2 separate regions of the Zea mays genome follow, and region 2 is linked to region 1. Evidence: chromatin contacts called from public Hi-C data. All regions are on one chromosome and are shown on one strand. The core of a region is the stretch at or near the end of the contact, and the rest is flanking DNA. Distances in the headings are between cores, read along the strand shown.

Region 1 (6,453 bases), core at 1,303-3,802:
TTACCCTTATTGGCACACCAATACAATTTTGTTGTCATGAGGCTATCTAGCCTCATTGTTTTCTTAAACGATTTCAATTTGCAGGCAAATACACATATAAATGTTCATCAAGACCTAAAAGATGTGAAGCTATGGGAGGTCCGTATGACCACATTCGCTAGTGGTTTCTGTTATCTCAATTTTCCAGGATAATAATACCTTCAGTTTTTACAGGTTCATACCCTCTTAAAAGGATTGGAGAAGATAGCTGTCAGCGCAGACATTCCTATGTTGGTCTGTGGAGATTTCAACTCGCCCCCTGGGAGGTGCGTCTGCATTTGGAAATCATGGCAATATTTATCAGTTTTTTTCTTGAACTATGATTTTTTAATCGCACAATTGTACATTTCAGTTCTCCACATGCGCTTCTTGCAATGGGCAAAGTTGATCAGCATCATCCAGATCTGGCAATAGACCCCCTTGGAATTTTACGCCCTCCAAGCAAGTTGAATCATCAGCTTCCTCTGGTCAGTTAATCTGCCATGGTTTTGGTACCCTTTTTGCTCTGGTCATATTCTGAACAATGGTGTTGCTTGTGCTTAGGTCAGTGCATACTCTGCATTTGCAAGAATGGTAGGTGTTGGCTATGATTTGGAGCATCAGCGGAGAAGGACAGACCCTGCAACAAATGAACCACTCTTCACAAATTGCACAAGAGATTTTACTGGAACTGTTGATTACATATTTTACACAGGTTGGTGCATGGAGCCTCACTGCGGGCCTGTTTGGCCACAATGTTTATCAAACCATGGTTATACAATACTATACTTCACAATTGTCATGACAATACCATAGTTTTGGCCGGCTCCAAAAATACCATGGTTTTGATAAACATTGTTTAGATACAACATTATAAGCCATAATATTAGGTAAAAGCTACCCATGGCTTGAAAACTTCGGGTTGGAGTGGAGTTTCCACCAAAAATACTATGGTATCTAGAATATCATGGTTTTGAAAACATAGTTTTCAGGAATGCAACCAAACACCTTATGACATAAAATACTATGGTATTAGTAAAAACCATGGTATTGCCTAAAAACTGTAAAAAAATACTTTACTTCCAAACAGGCCCTGCATATGTAGCCTGTTATTCTGTGTTTGCAGCTTCTGTATCTCCATTTTTCTGGAATAAGATTAAAGGCACTAATTGTGCTTATTCTTTTGATAATGACCATGTTTGTTCTCCTTCAGCGGACTCCTTGACAGTGGATTCATTATTGGAACTTTTGGATGAGGAAAGTTTAAGAAAAGACACAGCTCTTCCATCTCCTGGATGGTCATCAGATCACATAGCACTGTTAGCCGAGTTCCGGTGCAAGCCTAGAATCAGAAGTTGACACATTAGGTATGTTACACAGGAAATCAGTGCCGTCATATTGCTTCTTACTGGAACTGCATGTTTTTTTGTTGACATGAATGGTGTTGGATTTTACCGTGATTGTATATGTGTGGTGGGTTCCCCTCTCCTTGCTCCTAATGCGTGGGCGTTTAGTTCAGTACAATATATGCGCTTGCATTTATGTGACCAGTGCTTGCAATATTCTTTTGCTGCACCAGAAATCATTTTATTGTCGACAGAAGACGCTATTTGTGCTGTAGGAGTTCATGATTCTTCGTTCTTTTGGGTCATGCTTTTCAACTTTTGCTAGGGGAAAATCAATGCTGAAAATCATGGCAAATCTCTGCTATGTGCTTAGAATGCTTCATATACAACACTCACCACAGAATTCGCCATAACTGACTAACTGTGTTTTTTAAGTCCTTTGATTCATATACTATCCTGGATTTTAGTCATCTGAGCCACATTCAGATTATGGTTATTTGGCAGTGACAAATTAACACTGAAATCATGACAATTTGAGAATCTCTCCAGGTCTTGTAGAAAAAGGTTATTGTCATCATCCTTGGTGGTGGAACAGCGTTCCATGTGGGTATGACGGGACGCGGGCTCTCGGGGAAGCAAGCAGCCTAGGTAGCAGCCTCAGCAAGGGGAAGGGGCATGTAACATTTGATTTTACCCTTTTACATTTTAGCTCATGATACTCAAGCTGCCCATGTGTACCATTACTTCCTATAGAAGAAAATACTTGAGAGAAATTTTGAAGGCTAGTTTGGAAACTCTATTTTTTCCAAGGTATTTCTATTTTTCAAGGGGAAATGAAATATTTTTTCGTGGAAAAATAGAAATCTCTAGAAAAAATGAGGTTCCTAAACTAGCCCTTAAAGGGCTATAAGCCCCTTTTTTTTCTTTCACTCTGGTCGCGTTGGATTTAACCTCTTTGCTGTATCCATATGCTCGCTGCCTACAAGATGTAGGAGCCTTCAGTTTCTCTACCAATGTAATTCCAGTTCCAGTTTTTGTTCTCCATGTTGCTGGTTGCTCTCATTGCCGTTAGATGTCTGGTGCCTTTTTGTTGTATACTAACGGAATCTGGCTGGTTGTTGGCTCCGTGACCTGTGCTACCTTGTTACGAGTTGGTCAGAACATGTCCTCAGCCCAAGAGCCGACGCACGATCGTACACACGTACAACTCGGCTCCTTTGGTTTCTTCGACCAAATACGTTGGCGGTTGTGTACAGTTCGGTTCCTTTGGTTTCTTCTACCAAACACGTTGGTGAATAACGCGAAGTTCATATGTCGGACGTGCTGGTAGGTAACCTCTATTGTCGTAGCATGCAGAGAGATTGGAAACTTCTGTACGGCACAGGATTGGGCAAATCTTGACCTGAGACTTTGTAGCTGCAGCCTGCAGGCATGTCAAAAGTCAAACCTGTGGCGCGTCAGAAAATTTCCAGACGTTTGACCGCATGCAAGTCTCATTGCCACTGACGCTGCGGGACCTAGCTTGCGTGGACATGACAACGTAACCGGCGGCTCTTTCGTTACAAGTACACGGTCAAGTTTTGCTTTCTTTCTTTGCAGGTATTCTTTTGACTACGCGAATCAACTCCAACTTTCTGTGCAGTAGTTCTTTTGAATGCGCGGTTCAACTCCAACTTTCTCTGTTCAAATATTTTATTATTGAAGCATGTTTTAAACTATTTTTTTTATAACATTAAGAGTGAAAAAACTCAACATACTTTTACAACCAATTGAATATTAATTATACTTCATAATTCATGAGGAAAATGCAAAGGATAATGAAACTTAAAAGGATTTTGATGTTGCCTAGAGGGAGTGAATAGACTACCTGTAAAAATTGAGCTAAAAAAACGATCAGAACCACAAGTGGAAGTGTCGCCTGACACCCAACACTATCGCGTGGCGGCGCTGTCGGATAATTGCACGACACAGACGCGTAGGCTAACTAGATCTGATTAACTTGAAACTTAATGAGTAACGACTACAACAGGTAAGCACTAGTTTCTTCAAATATGAGGCACAACCTAACATTTGTCGTAGCACGAAGATGTGCTTGCCATGGAGGAGGAAGTTGTTGTTGGTGGACCAAACCGAGGCAAGAGGTGTCTCTTGGGCTGATGAGCGAGGTACTGCAAGAACTTGGGCAAGAGGTGTTTTTGAGTTAAATGCGTGAGGTGGCCCAAGGGTTGGGGCAAGGGATGCCCCATGACTGATGCTTGAGGTGCCTCATAGGGCAGCGAGCAAGGTGCCTTGAGGGCTAGGACAATAGGTGTGAAAGGATCATGATGCCCAATAGAGGGGGGGTGAATTGAGCTTCTCTAAATTTCTTGCAAAAGATTAAACTCTAAACAAGAGGACAACTTCGCCCAACTACTTAGCTAAATCACTAAAACTAGGAAACAGTAAGCAAACCCTAAGTCATCATGGCAAATACTAGGAATGCAAATACACAAAGTAAATTGTTCAAAGTAAATGCAGAATGTAAAGTAGGGCCAAGAAGACTCCTCCAAGTTTTTCCAAAGGTATAGGAGAGTCGGCACTCTCCACTAGTACTCGTTGGAGCACTCGTGCAAGGGTATTGCTCCCCCTTAGTCCTCGCAAGGACCAAGTGCTCACTATGAGATGATCCTTTGCCTCTCTTGCGCGGTGGATCCGTCACGACCGTGTACAATCTCCTGGTCGGGTCACCAACAAAGCCTCCGGGGTGTTCACCAAGCTCCAAATGTCGTCGAGCCGTCTAGGTGATGTCGATCAACAAGAGTAATAAGCCATAGACTTTCACTTGACTAAGAGAAGACTAATGCATGCGGTGTGTGCTATAGGTGGCTCTCATGTGCACTAATGAGGTCCTAACGCGGGATTATGATTTTGCTAATCACCTCACTATGCAATTTGGACTTGCAATGCTCAAGCGATGAATACTTGGTGGTTGAGGTAGCAAGACAATGAATGTGGCTGTTGGAAGGGGTATAAATAGCCCAACCAACAGAAACTAGTCGTTACAACACTGTTCTATGTGTGGTCGCAACGAACAGTCCGGTGCGCCATCAATGCGCTTCTAGTGACTAGTTCTGACAACTAGCCATTGACATGTCTTTTGCCTCTCTCAAACCGAGCCAACTTTAAATGCTCTCTAGATCGGCTGACTGGTGTACCACCAGATAGTCCGGTGCACACCGGACAGTCTGGTTCCCTAGAGCAGTTGCACCTCTTTTCTACTTACGGGGCATTTAGATCCCTTCATTTTAGAGGAATTGGAATTCACTCAATAAAGTAACTTATTTAGTTTGGAATTTGACATTCCACCACTTTCCAAAGTTCAGATATAAGCCTATCTCAAATTCATGGGGTGGAGGATGGGAAATGATTTTATGTATTACTAGAATTTGTTTCTACTCGATAACTTACATGACACTCTTTGTCTCACTCCTCTATAGTAAAAATATAGCACATAAATATCTTCGACATCTTGATAATAATAGTATACAAATATATTTTTGCATAAAACCGAATTAGCTTAATTGATATATGCCAAAATTACTATTATTAGAATGGAATTCAATTCCATTGATCCAAACAAAGTGTTAGTGTTTTTCTAAACCGTTTTCAACTCCAAATTTGTGTGAGACATAGAGTGACACCTAGCATTAGTTTTGAGTGTGTGCATGTACCGACACTACAATAGACATTTCTTGGTCAAACTACTCATCCACAACCCCTCTTTATAGTACAACTAAAGTAAAAATAAAATCCCTAACTCTATACCAAGTGTCCCACAACTTTTTCGACACTTAGGATATGAAGACCTTCAAACCTTTTGATTCGCTTTTTTCAGCAGTCGCTTCAAGTTTCATCTAAGGGATTATTTTCACTTGTTGGAGTGCAATTTCCTGCATTTGTGACCTAACTTACCATGTTACTCTGCAAAACACATGTTAGTCACAATATTCTTACGTTGTCATTAATCACTAAAACCAACTAGGGTTGTAGATGCTTTCAATCTCCCCTACAAGAGTGTGAGAGAATTTTGTCTAAGTTTTATCAACATTTGAAGATTGTTAGTGATATTCCACAAGTTGACAATAGGCAGTCATGTATAAGATATAAGAAGCATAAGCACATACATGACGTAAAACTTTGTTCAGGGAATAAGAATGAAATTCAGGAACAAGTATTTTTTGATAGGTGAAATTAGCGAGTGAAAACATATAATCAAACACACATTCATCAAAAGATCATAAGAGCATATCATTAAGTTTGGGGCACAAAAGTTGATAGCCACAAGAGAGTAACATGCATATAATACAACCAAAATACAATGTCTCTCTCAACTAGCTCCCCTTTTGGCGTCAAGGACCAAAAGGTTCACCCTAACCTAGAGATCAGAGGAAGGAGCAGGAGAGGCATACGCATCATTGGGAGTGCGAGCAACCAACTCAAACTCAGTATCTAAGTCGAAGTCAGAGTCTGGTGCTGACTTAGTGGGATCCATCGGCTAAGTCTAAGTGGCAGGTGTTGGAGCTGGAGCAGGTCCTGATACTACTACTACTGGAGTAGATACTCCTATGCTAATTGGTGTCACTGATGTCTAAACACTCACAACTCTAACGACATGAGGTAAAAAATTTAGGGTCACTAGCCAGAGTGGAGAGGGAGTCGGTCCAAAGGAGTGAAGCTAGGCTCCTGACTAAATGGCTGGCACAAAAGAGGTCTGAAGTGGTGGAGGCGGTGCCGACTGAATTGGGTGCACAAGAGCACCGTTATGCTAAAGGATATGAGTCATAAGTGCCCGATGCTCATCCCTATCTTCCAGTAGCTACTACTGAAGTGTATTCTAGCGGTCCTGGATGTTATGAAACATCGAGAGCATCCACTCAGACTGTTGCTATTGAATAGGTGCATGACGATCCTGCTCGGTGGCCAAGTGAGCCTGTTGCTGAGTCATCTGCTGAAGAATAGCTGTCAAGGCTGGGTCAATCGACGGAGGAGTAGCAGAGGGAGTAGAACTAGAACTACACCAAGGGGAACCATACTCTGATCCCAAATCTGT
Region 2 (6,453 bases), core at 2,756-5,255, 74 kb after region 1:
GCGGCGCAGCTAATTCCGGTGAGCAATTACGCGGGCGCTAGGGCGATACTTGGCGAAATAAAGGCATGGGTATAGGTGTACATTTGGGCCGGGCCTGATGGGCCGGCCCGAAGCATGGAAAAAAAAGCACGGCTCAGGCACGGCACGACCCGAAATAATTTAGTGTCGGGCCGGCACGACCCGTTATATCGGACCGGGTTTGGGCCGAGGTCACGGCCCATGGACGGGCACGAGCACGGCAAGTTTAAGGCAGGCACGAAATGACCCATATAGGGGCACGAAAATGCCCATATATTTATTAAAACCACACTTCATTCCACACTTTCATATACTTGATAAAGAACCCAAAGCTAGAGATAATGCTAGTTATATGTTTTTTTGTAGCTTTGAATTAGAGTGTGTGATGTAATTTTACTTTTGTTATGAACATTAGACAATAAACTGAACTTACAAACTTTGTATAGAGCTGATTATACTCTTTTTCCTTCTAACAAAATGATTGAATTAGAGTGTGTGATGTAATTTTACTTTTGTTATGAACATTAGACAATAAATTGAACTTACGAACTTTGTATAGAGCTGATTATACTCTTTTTCCTTCTAACAAAATGATTTATAAACGAGGTAGTCATTGCATAGCTGTGGTAACTTTAATACAAATATTAAGTTTGATTTTGTTCAAATTTATTTGTCTTATCTTTTATTTGTTTTATTATTTTTTTGAATTTAGGGTTCTAATGTGAATTTCGGGCCAAAAATTGAATTTCGGTCCCTAATGTGAAATTCGGGCCAAAAATTAAATTTCGGGCTTTTATAATTTCGGGCCGCCCGAAATGAGCCCGACACGTTTAAGCAATTACGGGCTGGGTCATGGGCCGGCCCGGCACGACCCGAAATTCAAACGGGTCGGGCCGGTCCGAAATTCAAACAATACGGGCCTTTTCGGGCTTGGACCGGGCCGGGCCGGGCGGCCCAAATGTACACCTATAGGCATGGGAAGGGTGCTCACCTCGAGTGCGAACTCTGGGACGTTTGGAGAACGGCGGGGGTGCGATGGAGCCTCGGGTCGACGACGGTGGGGCTCCGACTGCGCAAGAAACGCTCTGATGAGCGCGAACTAGACAAACCAGGGAGGAGAAGGGCAAACCAGAGGGTGTCCCGAGTAGCTGACGGCAAGGCGGAACTCATCGAGGCAACATGCGGGGCGCGGGCTCGACGACGGTCGCAGAACGACCGACATTCGACGGTGGGCGGTGACGGAGCTCTTTGGTCGCGCGTGCAGAGCGAGAGAGAGGTCGCAAGTGAGCGGAGGAAGGTGGGCGAGCAGGGGACGAGGCTCAAAAGGGGCGGGGACGTGCGGAGGTGGCCGGAGGTCGCGCGGTCGTGGGCGCGTCCACGACGGGGGATCGTGGACGGGAGGTTGGGGACGAGCTGACAGGTGGGTTCGGCGGGACAGAGAGAGAGAGGGACGCGCAGGCGATAAGAACGGCGCTGACAAACCTGGCCCACGGGGCAGCGAGAGAGAGAGAGAGAGAGGGAGAGAGGGCACGCGGGTTGGCGCCGACAGGCGGGGCCTGCCTGTCAGACACCGAGGGGCGCGCGCGGGGTTGGGCTTAGTGGGCCGACTGGGCTAAAATGGTTTTTTCTATCTTCCAGGGAATTTCTAATTGCTTTTCTATTTATTTTCTCTAGTGTTTTTAATTCAAATTTAAATCAAGTTTCAAATTCAAACCAAATCAAACATGTGCAACAATTCAAAGAATATTTGTGGTTCAACATGATGCAAATTTCATGACTCATATGCTTTGTCAAAAATAGAATAAATAATCCCTCACTAATTAAGCTAACCCTAACCAAAAGAGAAAGAGAGAGAGAGAGAGAAACTAGAGAGAGATAGAAACTAGAGTGATATAGAGAAGAGTAACACGTGAATTTGGATGATAATGAGAAAGAAATTTTATACCTCCAAATTCAGGGTATTACACAAGGGCGCGGTTAAGGTAACCCTAACTCGCCACCAGTAAACGAGCAGCCGTCCGCCACTCGCCCTCGCCTAGCCACCGTCGCGAACCTAGCGGTTCAGAACACGACGCTTCCCCCTATACGTGTGAATACCTCGGAGGTGCTACATCTGGAGCACTAGGACAAACCGCGTGAGGACGTGAAGGTCGTCGACGACTGCACAACACTGCTTGACACATTTGTATACATCGAGATGTCTTCCACTGTCCTGCGAGTCTAGTGGTAATTCCATGATCTATAACCGCAACAGTTTCTGTTTTTTGTTTTGCGCTAGTGTAGCCTCCGCATAATCCATCACTTATACCAATGGTTAATTAAATGAGGGTTCTACAAGAACACAAAAGCGACCATGGTTTTTAATACTTATATAATCATGCTCGGGGCAAAATTCAAATTGTTCTATCCCAAGACAGAGGATGTAGGAAACATATCAGGTGCACATGAACCTTTGGTGCACATATAGTGCACATGAACTAACAAAGTTCACAAAAGATTCATACATATTCTTTCCATCCTACTCCTATTATATATAAAATTTCAAATTAAAATTCATTATATGTTAGCTTTAATAAAAAAGAATATTTTAGCTAATTATCTAATTTAAACTTGTTAGAAATTTTACTTTTTTATTACAACTAAAATATAATCAATTTGAAATTGAAGTTTTGTATATAATTGGAGTAGGATGGAAAAAATATGTATGAATTTTTCATTTTTTTGAACTTTGATAATTCTTGTGCACCATATGTGTATCAAAAGCTTATGTGCACCAGATATGTTTCCAAGGATGTAACTCTAAATTTGTCCTCAATCAAACTATTGCTTACTAAGGGGTTGTTTGTTTGTGCCTCACCTGCCACAATCTGCCACTATAGATGGCAAATAAGCACGAGGCCCGTGAGCTCGGCACGAAGCCCGCTGTTTGGGCCCGATCCGAGCCTGACACGACCCGGTTCTATGCAGCCCCGGGCCGGCCCGGGCACAGATAAGCGTGCCGGGCCTAGACAGGAAACTAAGCACGGTGGGCTGGCCCGACACGACTCGTTTACCTATAAGCCTGTCAAACCCTTTTTGCACTAAATTGTGCTTACCGGCCCGTTTAGCCCGTTTTGACCCGCTTTTCTGTGCTTACCGGGCAGACCCGGCCCGTTTAGGCCTGCTGCGGGCCGGGCTCGGACAGGAAAACGAGCCCGCGGGTTTAAATGACCGGCCCGTTTTTCTAACCGTGCCTACCGGGCCGGGCCCAAAACAGGCCAGACTTCACCGGGCCCGGGTCGAAACGGGCGACCCGTTTGGCCATCTCTATTTGCCACACCTAAGGTTAGACAAGTTTGATCAAGTTAGACATGTGTTTAGTTTAGAACCATAGTTGTGGCAAGAATTTCTGCCTGCTATATATGTCTCGCTTGTCAATAACTTATAAAAGCATGACAATATTAACTTAGGCGTGGTAAATTGTGAAGCAGAATTTAAACAACTAACCTTAGAACCAAACATGCCCTCAGAGCGCTAAGCTCTGTAAAGGCATTAATACTTATCATATATCAGTAGTACCAACACAATATATTTTCAAAACATGTATATTTTTTGTTATAAATATTGATAATTGTTTTATATAAAGTTAATTAAATTTAGGACAGTTTAACTTCAGATAAAATTACAATTACATTGTTTTTTGACGTAAAAGTTATGCAACCAAGTATATTTTTGGAAATATTGATTCCGGTCTCGGTGTGGAAGCAAAAGTAAGAATATTCGTATGGAAATGGAGAGAAGTAAAAAGCGAAGAAAAAGATTCAAGTATTCAACTACACAGCTCAACTTTCGAATCGCAGTATTCTCGGTCTGGGGGTGGGTGGGAATCTTTCAAAAGCTCACTTCTGAAACCCGTATTTTTAGGTTAGGCCAGGGTGCATCTTACAAAAATCATCCACTTCCTCACCCCCTGCGTTTCCTCCGACGTCTGCTCTCCCGGCGAAGGAAGGGAAGGAGCCACGCGAAAGAAAGCTGACGCCCACGCGCCCAGGAGCACCACCGGTGACGCGTGATCATATTCGAGCACCAATCCCCTCATCCTCCCCAGCCCCCGGCGCTAAAATCTACACAAAGCCTCGCTAAACCGGCCTGATTCGCGCTCCCGATCTCGCGTTCGATCCCAGCCCACCGTGAGGTCCTCCAGCCTCCCGCCTCCCGCCAGATCTCGGTGTCGTTCGTTCGGTTTCGATTTGGTGGTGGAAGGGAAGGGATGAGCGGGATGAGCGCACGGATAAAGGAGATGGTGCGTGTGGCCACGGCGCGGCTGGGCGGTGAGCAGGCGGGGGGTGGCGGGGCTTCCTCCTCAGGCTTCGCGCGCCGGGAGTCCACGGCGCGGCTCGGCGGCGGGGGCACCAGCCTCCGGAGGCAGCCGCAGCCGATGGCACCCTCCGTGCGCACCGTCTGTTGCAACGACCGCGAGGCCAACGCCCCTGTCGGGTACAAGGTACGCCGCGATTGACCCCCATTCTGACATTTGGTCCGGCCCAGGGCCGGAGCTGTCATTTTAGAGACCTGGGGCAAACTTAAATATCGGCCCCCTTCTATATAAATATAATTTTAGAGCTCTTTTGGAACGCAGAAATATCACATGAATTAGTTCAAAGACACAGGAAAAGCGCAGGATTCAGGGAATTTTCCTTTAGGTCCCGTTTGTTTCCTTTCATTTGGAAGAATTGGAATCTTACTAATGGAATAAGCTATTTTTTTAGAATGTGGCATTCCACCACTTTCCAGAATTATCATATAAGCATATCTCAAATTCATGGGTTGATAGATGGAAATTGATTCTATAGATTTACATGCTATTTTTTCGATACACAACTTGTAGCACACTTTTCGCTATAACATAATGTAGTATATAACTATCTCTCTCATATGATTTAAGATAATATACAAATATACTACATATATAAATATATGAACTTAATTAGTTTGGTCTAAATTATAATTATTAAAATGGAATTCAATTCCAACGAAACAAACGGGGCCTTATTGTAAAGGAGCCCCTACTTATTTAGTACATATACATATTTTTATCAATAAAAAATAACATAATATTAAAAACATATTAAATTAATCATACAATACAAAACCATGCCGCATCCCGCAAGGCAGAGGCCAAGATCAAGTGAAGGAGATCACGAAGGCCTACAACATACAAAAACAAGAAAATTCACTAATATAATTTTGCTTCTTCGGGTTCGAGTGGAGGGGATCATCATTGTTCATTGAGGCCCAGTGGCCCTGGCCTACAACGTATGAAAGCAACAAGCAAGAATAATAAAATAATAATTCACCAAAGGCCACAACCTACACGAATCAAACAAAAGAGCAGTGCACCTGTACGACCAGGGGGGCCAGGGAGGAGGGCTTCCGAGAGAGGTCAGAGGTTTCGTGTCCTGGCGGCGGCGAGGCAACAAACAGGACGAGTGGGCGACAAGCTCTTAGGAGATTTAGTTTTTTTAGGTTTTTTACTGGGTTTAAAGATACCTATATAAGACATATATGGGGAGGGGCCCATTAAATTTGGGGGCCTGGGGCCACCGCCCTGGTTGGCCCCATACCCAAATCTGGCCTTGGTCCTGTCGGCTCGGCGGTTGGATCTCGGTTATGTCTCGTATCGTATGGTTGTGTTCGAGCTGGATCGTCTTACAAGCCAGAAACCTTGATTATTGTTGCCTGAAGATTCTTCATGCTTTAATTGTATCTTGCAGATCATACTATGGCCGGGTAACTGTGGTTTAATGGATCTTCATGCTTTAATGAGCGGAACACAAACACATGAGTTTGTTCCGAAACATGTTTGATCTCACCCCTTTGCCATTGTAGTTTGTATTAGAATGGGTCCTATTGGTAGTATTTTCCCCTTCTCTTCCTATACATATGTTGCATCTGTAGTACATTTAAGTGTATTTTGCAAGAACTTCAGTGCATCACACTAATGCCAGTCCCCCTTTCTCCTATTTTTGGTTTGTACCAGATATTGATTATAGAGTTATTTGAAGCTGATACTCTAAGAGCATCTCCAACAAGGTGACTCAAAATAGTGTCCCATAAATTAAAATACTACATCATTTGAAGTGTTTAAGGCACTAAAAACAAATTGCGCTCCAACAGTTGAGCCCTAAATCATGTATTTTAAGAAGTAAATTACATTATTAGGAAAGAAATTGTTGGAAATTATGTAGAAAACAAGGATAGAGCACTAGTGTGGGGTGTAGTATATTTGGGCCACTTCATGGTGTGCCCTATATTTTTTTTCATAAAAATTGTAAAATAGGACACTGTTGGAGGTTGGAGCTATTTTTTATGTCTTGAGCCCTATAGTTTAAGATAGAGCAGTGATTTAAGGCACTGTATGAGATGCTCTAAATTGTTGGAGTTGAACACATGTTC

What was found. Hi-C and Micro-C count contacts between places; a contact is called where the count stands out from the background.
Region 2: a Hi-C map of ear shows a contact between it and region 1, with 2.8 times the contacts expected there. The contact joins the promoter of LOC100193152 here to the enhancer-like site in region 1. A contact is called at or near these places in 5 of 25 Hi-C or Micro-C datasets (ear, endosperm, leaf and 1 more).

Annotation. Positions count from the first base shown.
Region 1 is chr5:35,750,274-35,756,726 of Zm-B73-REFERENCE-NAM-5.0, forward strand. LOC100279717 reads left to right here. Exons shown (of 13, transcript NM_001366101.1): 8 at 85-138; 9 at 214-305; 10 at 392-506; 11 at 583-733; 12 at 1,232-1,385; 13 at 1,914-2,269. The coding sequence ends at 1,377. Among protein-coding and RNA genes, the nearest start is that of LOC100279717, 16 kb to the left of the region's middle. Within about 2 kb of position 2,553, at least 16 of the 20 cell types and tissues checked have an H3K27ac peak or open chromatin away from gene starts, as enhancers often do. A contact at or near this core is called in ear, endosperm, leaf and 1 more, where this site is marked.
Region 2 is chr5:35,822,421-35,828,873 of Zm-B73-REFERENCE-NAM-5.0, forward strand. It overlaps LOC100193152, which reads left to right and starts at 4,006. Exons shown (of 27, transcript NM_001399091.1): 1 at 4,006-4,501. The coding sequence starts at 4,268.